Regions from separate parts of the Alosa sapidissima genome. Here region 1 is linked to region 2. A link is a contact called in public Hi-C data. All regions are on one chromosome and are shown on one strand. Each heading gives the region's core, a stretch centred on a gene start, on an enhancer-like site or on the middle of the called end of the contact. The rest is flanking DNA. Distances are from core to core; before and after follow the strand shown.

What was found. A called contact is a pair of places that touch in the nucleus more often than the background predicts.
Region 1: a Hi-C map of muscle shows a contact between it and region 2, with 16 times the contacts expected there. The contact joins the promoter of LOC121699962 here to the promoter of ormdl3 in region 2. A contact is called at or near these places in 2 of 2 Hi-C or Micro-C datasets (both in muscle).

The regions. Positions count from the first base shown.
Region 1 is chr24:8,973,683-8,980,331 of fAloSap1.pri, forward strand. LOC121699962 (ATP-dependent RNA helicase DHX8-like) reads left to right here and starts at 2,761. Exons shown (of 24, transcript XM_042082534.1): 1 at 2,761-2,930; 2 at 3,504-3,589; 3 at 3,685-3,763; 4 at 3,874-3,962; 5 at 4,170-4,276; 6 at 4,413-4,859; 7 at 4,971-5,115; 8 at 5,433-5,633; 9 at 5,882-5,969; 10 at 6,065-6,162; 11 at 6,446-6,593. The coding sequence starts at 2,822.
Region 2 is chr24:8,757,269-8,763,678 of fAloSap1.pri, forward strand. ormdl3 (ORM1-like protein 3) reads left to right here and starts at 2,322. Exons shown (of 5, transcript XR_006027010.1): 1 at 2,322-2,686; 2 at 3,139-3,353; 3 at 4,193-4,344.

The DNA.
Region 1 (6,649 bases), core at 1,511-4,010, 220 kb after region 2:
GAAAGCGAGAGAAAGAGAGACAGAGAAAGAGAATTGTATGTTAAATAAAGAAGAGAAAGTTGTGGGAGAAATAACTCAGTGTTTTACTGGAGAAGTTGCACACTCTCTGATGTGTGTTATCGCATCACTCATGGAAATAAAAGAGAGCTATACGAAGGTAGTCAGTCAATCAGAGCCATCACCAGTTCTCACTGGGGTAGGAATCTGATTGTGGCCACATTTAATAAAAACAATGTGAACAGCCACACAAAAAATGGATTTGAGCAACAACAACAAAAAAACTCCTCAGTCTTTCTGTTCCAGCCATGTGGCCTCAGAGGTCTACCTGACTTCAGCAGTCTGCACAGTCCATCATCAGGGTGTGAAATATCTTTTCAAATGTGTTGGGCCCTTATTTGCACTCTTCAGGTGTACAGGTCCTGCAGGGCAGGGAGAGACACTCTAATGGTGCGTTCAGCAAGATGTACCACTCTCTGCAGGGCGCTGCAATCCCAAGCTGTGCCATTTCCTAAGGGGATGATGCTACCTGTTGGAACACTCTCTATGGCTGAAGAGCAGAAGGCCATCAAATTCCCGCAGCTGACAAAGGAAGTACGGTTATTGTCTGGATTTCCTTTAGAATGTGTTGGATGTCGACAGTCCATGAGGTCCTCAGTAATGCAAAGCTTGCAACCCTCTCCACAGGCTGCCCAGTGATATTTAGTGCAGTGAAGGCCTAACTGCTGCTATGCTGTCTCCTAGTTGTAAGACCCTAGTCTACCTGATTTAGGTAGGTCTGTTCATTGTTGTTATTGATCAGACCCACCACCACTCTCATCTTTACTGGAGATGGAGGTGTGACATGCAGTCATGTGTGTACATGTTATACAGCAGGGGGTTCGAAACACAGCCATGGGAGGCACCTGTGCTGATGGTAAATCGGAACACATGTGGTAAATCGGAACACATGTGACTGGTTGGTGTGGAAGTTGAGTAGGGTCCTCATCTTCATGACCAGTGTGAGGGGGGCTGGTGCTGAATGCTAAACAATAGTTAATAAACAGCCAACAGCATTCTCACATAATTCCACATCCAAGTGGGTTATAGCGGTGTGCAGGATGTTGGAGATGGCACTGTTTCTGGACCTGTTGGCTCTTTATAGCGAATTGGAGTGGGTCGAAAGAGAGCTTGGCAAGGATGAGCAAATAAAACTAGAAAAGCATTTCCTGAAGGAAATACAGTGCATGAAAATGCAAAAAAGTATTAATATAGTTGGAATGACTGAACAGTTAAATAGGTGGATAGTTTAAATGGTTAAATTATTTGCTAGGTATGAGGTTTAATATAGTTGGAATGACTGAACAGTTAAATAGGTCCGCTTTAACCCTCTCTGGTCTCATTCTCTTAATATAAGACTACACATCCTGTTCAACTGTTTCAACTGTTCAGTCATTCCAACTATATTAAACCTCATCTACCTAGCAAATAATTTACCATTTAAACTATCCACCTATATTAAACCTCATCTACCTAGAAAATAATTTAACCATTTAAACTATCCACCTATTTAACTGTTCAGTCATGGGGAAATTTTGAGTAGTTTTTAATAAATAGTTTAAAAAGTATAAAAGTTACAAAGATGAAAAATACATGTCCTAAGTAAGACCTACGTAACATAGTTTGAATGAAGTTTCAACTTTAAACGGTTGAAGCTGCATTACTTGCGTTAGAAGAAGAACTAGAAAACGCAATTCCAGGGAATTACCAGTGCATGAAAATGCAAAACATATGGTGTGAAATATATTGTTATGAAATATATTGGATTCTAATTGCTTAACGGCAGTCTTAATAGAGCCATATTGTATGCTTAAAGCCTGAGACAGAGTATATAGTTTAAAATTGTAGATAGTGTAATGGATGTTGATAGACAGAAAGTTCAATGGATGTTGATAGGCAGATTGTTTAATGGATGTTGATGGATAGTTTAATGGGTGGATGAGTGAATGGTTTGAAGAGGATGAATGGATAGAAAGTTGGATGAAATGTGCCTTATATCCTTGTAGAATGGAGAGTCACAGAGAGAGTTGGCCTAGTTCAGCAGAAAGCAGCTGATACAGGTGCAATCAGTTGAACTGATTCTTTGATGGGGCCTAGATGAGCAGCTGGAAGTTGATACAGGTGCAAATCAAGTTAATTAGTCCATTGTGATGTCATCAGCCTAATGTTAAGTCTATGGGGAAAGTAGTTTGAGTAGTTTTTAATAAATAGTTTAAAAAGTATAAAAGTTACAAAGATGAAAAATACATTGCCCAGATGTCCTAAGACCTACGTAACATAATTTGAATGAAGTTTCTACGTTAAACGGTTGAAGCTGCAATTAAAAAAGAATAATAATAAGAAGAAGAAGCCTAGGAAGAACAGTACAGTGCATTTTCATGCACTGTAATAAGAAGAGGCCTAGGAAGAGCAGTATAGTGCATTTTCATGCACTATAATGAACAACACTCATCACTGTTGAGATCAAGGCCACCAGGTGGTAGTCATGATGGCCTTTTGGCCTTTTCACGGGAACAATAATTGACTGTTAAAGCATGAGGTTAAAATGTGTAAATCCTCTTCAACCTTCTCTGGCAAAACTTTCTACAGCTCTGCTGTAGGTTTAAAGAAAGAATCTTTGATACAGTTATGTAAGTATGCCATCTTGTGGTGACTTAGAGTAATTACATTGGATAATTTCCTGTTTCTTCATAAACGGAAATGTCGTCATATTGCTGCGCGATTCTGGAGCGTTATCGCAAACACGTAGCTACTGGGTACCTGAGTGAAGACTAAACTTCGAAAAATGGAGGAGCTGGGAGAAGATGAGCTTAAAAAGCTCGAATACTTGTCTTTGGTTTCTAAAGTTTGTACAGAACTTGACAACCATCTGGGCATAAGCGACAAAGATCTTGGTATGTTTGATAATTACTAAGTTAGCTGCCCATCGCCATACAGCACATTTCGTTTACTAGCTAACACGCTAATAAACAGCTAACCTTGCATAGCTAGGTAACATGATTTGTGCGCACAACAGTTATCTTTAAACTTCATTTTACTTCATTGGACATTAAGGGATGTGGTCGTCATGACTGTCCAAGTCTGCGGACTTAACGTTAAGTGCCTTGTTGTCCAAAGTTGGGTAACATTATGCTGCCTTTGTTTATTTTGTGGCTTCATGGAAGCTAGAGAGCTAACAGTTGCCTACCCTTAGTTAACGTCAGAGCCTGTTTATTTCTCTGTTACTGTTGTATCAAACCATTTTAGACTGGAAATCAAATTGACCGTAAACATAGTCGGCCTCTGATCAACATGTCCGTAAATCGTGTAATAATAAACGCACTAGGCTTTGTGGACACTTAAGTAAATAGCCACTGAAATTAGCTAGTTCAGGAAGTCACTGTTGTGGCAAATTCCATATTGCGTTATATTGAAGATGAAGTATGGTAGATTGTCAGATACGATTACAGTCTTTTCTCTATCTTCAGCGGAGTTTGTCATCAGTTTAGCGGAGAAGAACACGACATTTGAGGCCTTTAAGTCAGTCCTGTTGAAAAATGGAGCTGAATTTACGGTATGTGTGATTTGACTGTTCTGTAAGTTAATACCGAAAATATCATTTTGGTATTTGTGTACTAACATGTATTGCTATACGTTTATGTTCCTCAGGACTCTCTCGTCAGTAATTTACTTCGTCTCATCCAAACAATGCGACCACCATCAAAAAGTTCAACATCTAAAGAACAAGGTCATTATATGTTATATAATGTCATATTTTGTGACAGATGAATTGCCTTCTAATCATTCTAATACTCTGTACCTTACATTTTTTCTTGATCTTTTGTTTTGCACACACAGAACCTGCTGTTAAAGTGAAGACAGAAAAGGACAAGCTCCGGGAGATGTTCCCCGGTTTATGTAAACCTGACAATCCAGACACTACTAAAGTGAGTTTTGATGCACTACACACACACACACACACACACACACACACACACACACACACACACACACACGTCTGCCTTGAGTTATGCCATAATGCCATATTGTAGCTGTGATAAGTGTTGGATTATGAAACCTCGAACGGTCATTGTATTCAGAATGTTTTGGTTAAAAATAAACTTAAATGTTACCATATTGATTATATCCAACAGAATTTGCTGGATGAAGATGATGTGAAGATAGCTGAAGAGGCTATGAAAGAGCTGGAGATGTTCATGCCCAGTATTAGTGGAACAGACTCGAAAAGCAGCAAGAAAAGGTATGAATGTGTTTTCACAAATGTACATCAATCAAAGTGTTTTGAAAGCATGCTCAGATATTTTTGTCTATCATTATATCCTGTAAATAGAGCTTTCACTCCTCTAGTAATATCTTAAAACATTTCTTCACGTAAGGTCTGAGACTGGAACCAGCAGGAGGAGGAGGAGCAGGAGCCGAAGCAAAGACAGAGAAAGAACCCGAGACAGAGACAGAGACAGGGACAGGGACCGAGATCGTCATAGGGATCGCGGGGACCGCGACAGAGATCGCGATAGAGATCGAGACAGAGACAGGGATAGAGACAGAGATCGGGACCGGAGGCGACACCACCGTTCCAGATCCCGATCCCGGTCTCGCTCACGGGACAGGGATCGGGAGCGCCGACACGAGAGACCCAGGGTGAGGGAGAGCCGGTGGCGCTCCAAGAGTCGCTCCGCCAGCCCGCAGAAGGACTCTGACCGCTGGAAGGACAAACACGTGGACCGGCCCCCTCCCGAGGAGCCCGCTGTGGGAGACATCTACAGCGGCAAAGTCACCAGCATCATGCAGTTCGGTTGCTTTGTGCAGCTCGAGGGACTGAGGTTAGTTGCAGAGTAATTGAGATGCACTCAGTGACTCGTGCGCTTTTGGATGAAGGGATGTGTGTTCATTCCGTGTTCAGATTCATAGAATGTTGCCGTTTGTGTGCACAGGAAACGCTGGGAGGGCTTGGTTCACATTTCTGAGCTCCGGCGCGAGGGGAGAGTGGCCAATGTGGCGGACGTAGTCACCAAAGGCCAGAGAGTGAAGGTCAAGGTGCTGTCTTTCACTGGCTCCAAAACCAGCCTCAGCATGAAGGTAAGAGAGGAGGAAGAAGCTGAGATGATATGCCACAACAGCCCAGTTCAGTCCTATGACAATGTCACATGTAAAACTGGAGTTATGGCATTTCCCAATTGGATGTAGCAAAAGATGGCAACAAAATAAGCACATTAAAATCATCAATAGATATTTTTTGTGTTCAGAGACACCCTTAGATTGTAAGTAACTGAACATTACAGGAAAGTTCAAGTCATCATCCTCTTTGCATGTTTTGTCGAATCATTATTAATATGGAAAGATTTCTTTATTAAATATGACACTTGCGTTAATAAATGGGTTTATTATTCTCATAGGACGTAGACCAGGACACAGGAGAGGACTTGAACCCCAATCGACGTAGGAATGCTGGACCTGATGGTGAGGAGACCGCCATGAGGAACCCGGACCGACCCACCAACCTCAACCTGGGCCACGCACCTGAGCTGGAGGACGACAGCCTTGAGCGCAAGAGGCTGACCAAGATATCAGACCCAGAGAAGTGGGAGATCAAACAAGTAATCCTATCTAAAAAGCAATATCTCTTAATGTATTTCTTCCCCAGTTTACCCATAGACTCTAGCTACAGGTCTTACTTAAATCAATGATTTGAAGGAGATACATTTGAGCAAACATTTGTTTTGTTCCCACTGGGTGGCACCAGTGTACCATGGTCCATTTGTTCTCCCAGCATGTTCACCATCCACCCAGTGTGAACTATTTGCACGTTGGCTTAATGTGCTTTTGCCATTATCACTCTCCTCAGATGATCGCCGCCAATGTATTGTCCAAAGAGGAGTTTCCTGACTTTGATGAGGAAACGGGTATCCTTCCTAAGGTGGATGACGAGGAAGGTATTGTGCTGTTTGTTTATAATTGTGCTGTGTTATTTGGACCAGGATCAAAGGCAAAGCATGTCAACTCGTGTGTCCCTCTTTGTTCCTTCTAGATGAGGATCTGGAGATTGAGCTTGTGGAGGAGGAGCCGCCGTTCCTCAGAGGTCACACCAAACAGAGCATGGACATGAGCCCTGTCAAAATAGTCAAGGTGTGGACGCTACAAATTTGATTAGTCTATGTGTTGCAGCTGAGGACAGCCCGAGAGTGCAAAAAGTGATTGAAAATGTGTTTGAGAAATTTGAAGCCAGAATGCTGGTTGTAAGAAGTTGGCATGGAATATATAATATATAGCTGTGCCCTGATCTGTTTGAGTTCTTCCAAAGCGGTTGTCTTAAAATAAGTTGGCATGGGGTGTAGAAAATATGCTGCATCTTTTTCAATTTGAATTTATCGGAAGAGTAACACGTTTCATTTTGTTTCGTCTCCTTCAGAACCCGGACGGATCTCTGTCCCAGGCCGCCATGATGCAGAGCGCCCTGGCCAAGGAGCGGAGGGAGGTGAAGCAGGCCGCACGCGAGGCCGAGATGGACTCCATCCCCATGGGCCTCAACAAACACTGGGTGGACCCCCTGCCTGACGGTAAGAGCCTTATCCACACAGAACAGAACAGAACTTGAGGGCTCCTAACAATGCTG
Region 2 (6,410 bases), core at 1,072-3,571:
CTGATCGCTGTACATAACAGCCAATGTTGTTTCTATATGACTTCTCATGTTCTGTGTATCTGCACATACTAACACATTTCTAATGATCAGAAATGTCATACTTGTCATCACAGTTTTGTAATTACTGTACAGTCTGTCCAGTCACTCCCTTCCTTCCTATTTATGAAAATGAGATTTCCTCTGATAGCGGCCCTCCTGTTTAGAATAGAGATATAACAGACTTTTCAGTTGGGACACGTTTTACGGCCAGACACTCCCTTTAACAGTAGTTGCTTGTCTGCCGCTGGAGAGAATCTTCCTCAAGAGCCCGAGGGCTTCAGTCCAGTCCGCCACAACCTGCAGGCCTGCTGCTTGTCGTTGTGCAAGTCCCAGAGGCATCGTAAAAGACACACTCACCATCACCGACAGTGTCACAGTTTCCCTCCACCCCAGGGGCATGTCATCAGCATGAGACATGACTCAAATCTGCTGGGTCATGAAATTAGCCGAATTTTCTGGCCCTTAGCAGTGTAGTTGCAGAACCTTATGAAGGATACATTTGTTTCATCAGAAGGCAACATCATCACATCCCTTCAGTGATACACAGAGAAGGTTAGTTGTGTGCTATAGTATTATCTACAGTTTTTTAGCAGATGGCAGTACTGTAGCTTGAACATAACTATATATATATATATATATATATATATATATATATATATATATATATATATATATATATATATATATATATATATATATATATATATATATATATGTGTGTATACAATTACCTATACTTTCAGAAACACAAATCTTTAATGTATGTGTGTTAATGCATGATCCCCCTAATGTGCTGACAGAATTGCCTTTTAAGGCATGATTTTGTAGCCTAGAGAGCAGTACTGAACAGACTCTTGAAGACCAAAGTGTACCAAACTGTTAAGCATGGAGTCTACCTTGGCATTGAAACAAGGACAGCCGACAGTCGGTGACCACAAGCTTTTGAAGTCCTGCGCGCTTGCTTCAGTTTAATCGGCCGCGAAAGCCAGTTGCATTACGGTACAGCTCAAGTTTCCATCCCCAGGAGGCTACAGTGGAAGAGGTGGAGACTCACATTGCCACAGGAAAAGGCTGTAGAACGTGAAATATGTCCACGGAAGAAAGCTGATGCCATACATACACTTCAGCCCAGAGGCACAGAACGCGATAGCTGATCTGTGCAATTCATGTCAGTGTGTTATTGTCAAGTCAAAGCTTCCTGTCAGAAGCTCCCGGTCGTGATAGCACCAGTGTTGTGTTTTGGTCGAGAAAGAAATCATATAGATGTTAGTTTTACATACCAGCACCTCCAAAAGGCAATTGCAGTTGACAACTAATCAAAAGTATTGAAATTCAAATTGTAATATCTCATTATTGCTTTATACAATGTTTGCGCCATCAAGAAGCCAATAGTCCAGTGCTATCAATCTATCCTCCTGCCAATATGAGACTGTTTAAACTTAAAAGATTTATATAACAAAAGCAATCAGTCTGAATGAGACTACTGTTGCTGGCAAGAATTGCGTAACCTAAGGTCAGCGCATGTAGCCAACACCATGCTGAACCAGTTTAATGCCCCTCAACACTTAATGCCTCTCAACACTTAATGCCCCTCAACACTTAATGCCCCTCAACACTGAAACCCTCCACACAGAGAGCCACCATATATCCCGGTGGTGACATAAAACAGGGCTGACCCTGCTGCTTGAGGCTATGGGTTCCTCAAGGAGCTTTTATCCTCACATCTGGAACTTGACACTCTTGATCCTCTCTTTGATCCAGTCTTGGCATTCACTGAGTCTGACAGTCCTTGCCTTCACTGCTCGAGGACCTGAGGGATCTTCATTAAAAAGTAAGAGTGAAAGTTCTGTTTTGTTGTAGACTATTTCAGTAGCCAGACTGAATGGTGAAAGTAGAGGATGAATGCTAGAGAGATCTTGGCCTTATCATAACTGGGCTGACTAACTTTACATAACTTCTGAGCAGTTATCCAGACTTCAACACCAGTCAGGTGTTTTCTTTTCTCTGCCTTACACGCATACGAGCCCTAAACTACTCAGGAAAAGAAAGTAAATGTTTCATCAGACTGAAGTAAACAATTGAATCTATTGCACATGCCCACGCCTGTCTGTCTCTGTACGCTAATCTCCCAATCAGACTTCATTCTCGTTGTGTGACGTTCAAGTGGGCGTGCTGTTATTTTAGCAAATGATCAACGCATTCATCTCTGATTGGTGCATTAGTTGCATGTGACGAAAGGTAACCAATCGGAATTTAAACAGATAGGTTAAAAAATATCGCCGTAATGGTGTAGCCCCCCCGAAAACGATGACGTTCAATTACGAACTCTTGCTGTGTTGTCACACCAGCTGTTTGCAGAAGGAACAAAGTGTCAGTGAACAAGGCTGTTTTGCAAGAATTTGGGATTTAATAATTGGATAATAAAGGCGATCTCTTCGTGAAGACATGAGACGGGAGTTACGGAATAAATGACAGTTTGCAAAAGTGAACAATTTCTCACAGAAGTGCTTACATAAGACTGCAAGACGATATCGAATGGTGGAAAGGGATAGATGAGCAAATAAAGGTCGCTTTAAATAAAGCCCAGCCTATTTACAAACTTCTTGGCTGAATCTTCGGCAAGGATTTAGGCTATAGCCACACTCCGGTGAGTATGACTCTTGCTTCATTTGCAAGAAAACCCACTCACTTTCTCTCGGAAGTGGATTGTCTTAAGAAATGCTGATCAAAGGCTATGTAAAACAGATAACGGAAGCGATAAGTAATCTACTCGCATGGCTATATACAGCATTGTGCAATTTAACTAAGACTATATTTTGAATTATGATAATCTATCAACAAATATTTAGTTTGATCTGCGAACATGGTTAACCTGAATACCGTAGGCTACATGATTCTCATTATTTGTTAAGATCCATCTAGCCTAATGGAATACTTGGCCTCAAGCAGTTGGTTGGTAGGGTCAGGCATTTGTTCTTGTGAAATGTGAATATGCCAGCTTTGCTATTTGCTCCTCACGTCAATGGACATGGTTAGTTGTCTATTGATTGCATTGCTGCCTCGTTGCCTTCTAAAGCATGATATTCTTATGGCTCACAGGAAGTGTGCGCCAACAAGTGGCGCAAGTTTGCGTGCGAGTCATGAACGTGGGCACGGCTCACAGCGAGGTCAACCCCAACACGCAGGTGATGAACAGCCGGGGGATATGGCTGTCCTACGTCCTAGGCATCGGGCTGCTGCACGTCATCCTTCTCAGCATCCCTTTCGTCAGTGTCCCCGTAGTCTGGACTCTCACCAACCTCATCCACAACATGGTGAGTGAGTTCCTCTTCACCTTACCTCAGACATAAAATTGTGGTGTATTTGTGACCTTGGCTGATCATTCTCATCCGGTGATTCAACACTGTGGAATTTGAGTTTCATAATGGTCTTGTCTGGACTAGAACAATACTAAGCCCACATATTTTAATACTTTGAACTTTAAAACTTGACAACCAACTGGCAAAAGTAGGCTAAACACAGAATAATCTTTTGGACTTTCACATGGTTATCTAACATTCCTTTTCTTTTGCTGAGTATTTTGTCCATTAAGTTGCTGACTAGAGCGGTTGTAATTTCACCCAGTGGAGGAGTTGGGGTTACCACACCATCCTGTATCAGCTTACCTCCATCCTGTGCCTAAAAAGTGCCAGCCTTCCGCTCGTGTCCATGCACATTTTGCTGATGCCACGTGGACTATGTAGGCCAGGAGTGCCCAAACTTGTCCTATCTGACCATCACCGCTGTCTGTTCAACACTGTGTGTGCCTGCCTGTGTGTGTGTGTGTGTTAAAAAAGCTCCACAATAGAAGTATAACTGAGTGAGGTCCGTTGATAATGTCTTGTTTGTTTTGGCATGACATCTAGACATCATCTGGTGCCAGTGCAAATATTTCTTGGCAGCTGACATTAAAATTGTAGAGATGCTTTCCGTTAGATAGTGCCATTGGTAGTTCCCCTTATAAGGACACACAAACCAGTGCTTCTGAAGTCACGATTCACCACCAAGGAAAATGCTTGAATTGGAGATGAACCATGAACCATTCATGAACCATGCTGGGTCTCATAGTGTCCTGGTGCTGTGGACGTGATGGTGCCCCCATTTCTCTCTCCAGTGCATGTACCTGCTGCTGCACACGGTGAAGGGGACCCCGTTCGAGACGCCGGACCAAGGCAAGGCGCGGCTGCTCACGCACTGGGAGCAGATGGACTACGGCGTCCAGTTCACAGCCTCACGCAAGTTCCTCACCATCACACCCATCATCCTGTGAGCACAAATCTGTCATTGAGATTCTCACACACACACACTCACACACTCTCTCTCTCACACACCACAGCCATCCCTGATATATATTTTTTCTTCACATATTCAGAGAAATTGCCATAATGTTAGGATTCAGTTATATCTGTGTGAAATTCACATTTGAAGTTCACATTTGAATTGTCAGATGGCATGCAATGTATGCAATTGTTGACATTGCAGAGGATGTTAATTTTGAAATAATGCAACATAATCTTTTTTTGTATCATTTTTATTCTGCCGTTACAGTAGTAAAGTTGCATTCTTTTGCAACTTTTCTGAATCTCATCTTCTTTTCAATACACATACAGATGTGCATGAATAGCATATTTGCAGGTGTTATAGTGTCAGCATTTTAAAGAAGAATGGACCTAAAATAGTGCACCAGCTGCTCATTGGTTCTAAAAGTTCCAAAATCCAGACATGGCTCTTTGCTTGCAAAATAGTGTGTAGGTACTCATTTATTACAGCCAGAAGCAATATTCCCTTCCTCTACAGAAATACATCTCAAATAGGAATAGTTTAAGCTGGTTGTTTATTTATTTAGATAGTGTAATCACTGCAGTGGAGTGCAAGTGGAGAACCAGTCCTCTAGCTCTGATTGACATGACTAATGGGAATAGACAGACAGTAGCTCAGGGTGTGCAGGCAGCTTATAAATATTCCTCTGTGAACTGCTTGCGTTGCTTTACACAAGATTTTAAGTAACAGAGAGATGGAGGATAAAAGAACAGACACTCTTTCTCTTTAATTAGCAGGACTCTTGCGTTGTGTGTTTGTGCCTCCTCTCCTCTCTCTGACACATTGTCCTCTACTAATTGTCTGTACTTGAGCAGTCTCTTTCCCTCTCTCTTTCTCTCATTCTCTCTCTCTCTCTCTCTCTCTCTCTTGCTTTCTCTCTCTCACTCTCTGTGTGTGTGTGTGTGTGTGTGTGTCTGGCGGTCGTTGATGCAGGACTTCCTGTGGTGTCTGCTAGCACAGGCAGCTTTATTTAGAAACACTTAGGTCACCTGCCCTGTCACTTATCCTCTACTACAATGAAGCCGAATCACCACACCCTCATAGCTCCTCACCAGCCATTACATGAACAGAGAACTCACTCTGACAGTAATCCGACATTACAGCTCTGATATGATCCTGTCTTATTTGCAAAGACCTTCTGTTCACACTTAGCAAACCTTAAGATGTAATGGGGTGTGGATGACTTATCAGAATTGTTTTGGTTCCTCTTTTGACAGTGTCAGTGCTATTTGTGTCAGTTCAAATATTCAAAAATAAACTGAAGAACAATACTTTTATGCCCTAATCCTGGATTGTTTTTAGTGAGGAGGCCTTAGAGCCCTTTACAATGGGAGATTTAGTTCTGGGTCAGCCTACATTTCTATGCAGAGTCCAAGCCTGCTACCCAGTGGGATTTAGTTCTGGGTTGGACAGAAGTTCTGTGTGAGAGGTTAGTTCTCCAGAGCAGAGTTGAGCTCTGTGTGTGTGTGTCTGTGTGTCTGTGTGTGTGTCTGTGTGTGTGTGTGTGTGTGTGTGCGCGCGTGTGTGCGTGCGTGTGTGTGCTCTGCCCCGCGGCAGCTGTGTTGTCACACAGCCTCCAGCCCCATCTGCTGTGGGCTGCTGATTAGAAGTGAGCACGTCTCCAGTTTCCTCCTGCTGACCTCTGCCAGCTGACGCGTCCTTCACTCGCTCTCTCACTCTCTCTTTCTCGCCGTCTCCTTTTCACTCTCTCTCTCACTCTTTCTTTCTCTTTCGCTCTCAGTCTCACTGTGTCTTTTTCACCACTCTCTCTCTCTCTCACTCTCTCCTCATCTCTGTCACTCTTACTGTCTCATTTTCTCCCTTTTTCTCTCTCACTGTCTTCTTTTCACTCTCTCACACTCTCTCTCTCACTCACAATCTCTTTGTAACTCTCTCTCACTCACAATCTCTTTGTTACTCTCTCTCTCTCTCTCTCTCACTCACAATCTCTTTGTAACTCTCTCTCTCTCTCTCTCTCTTGCACTCTGTCCCTTTCTCTGTCTCTCTTGCTC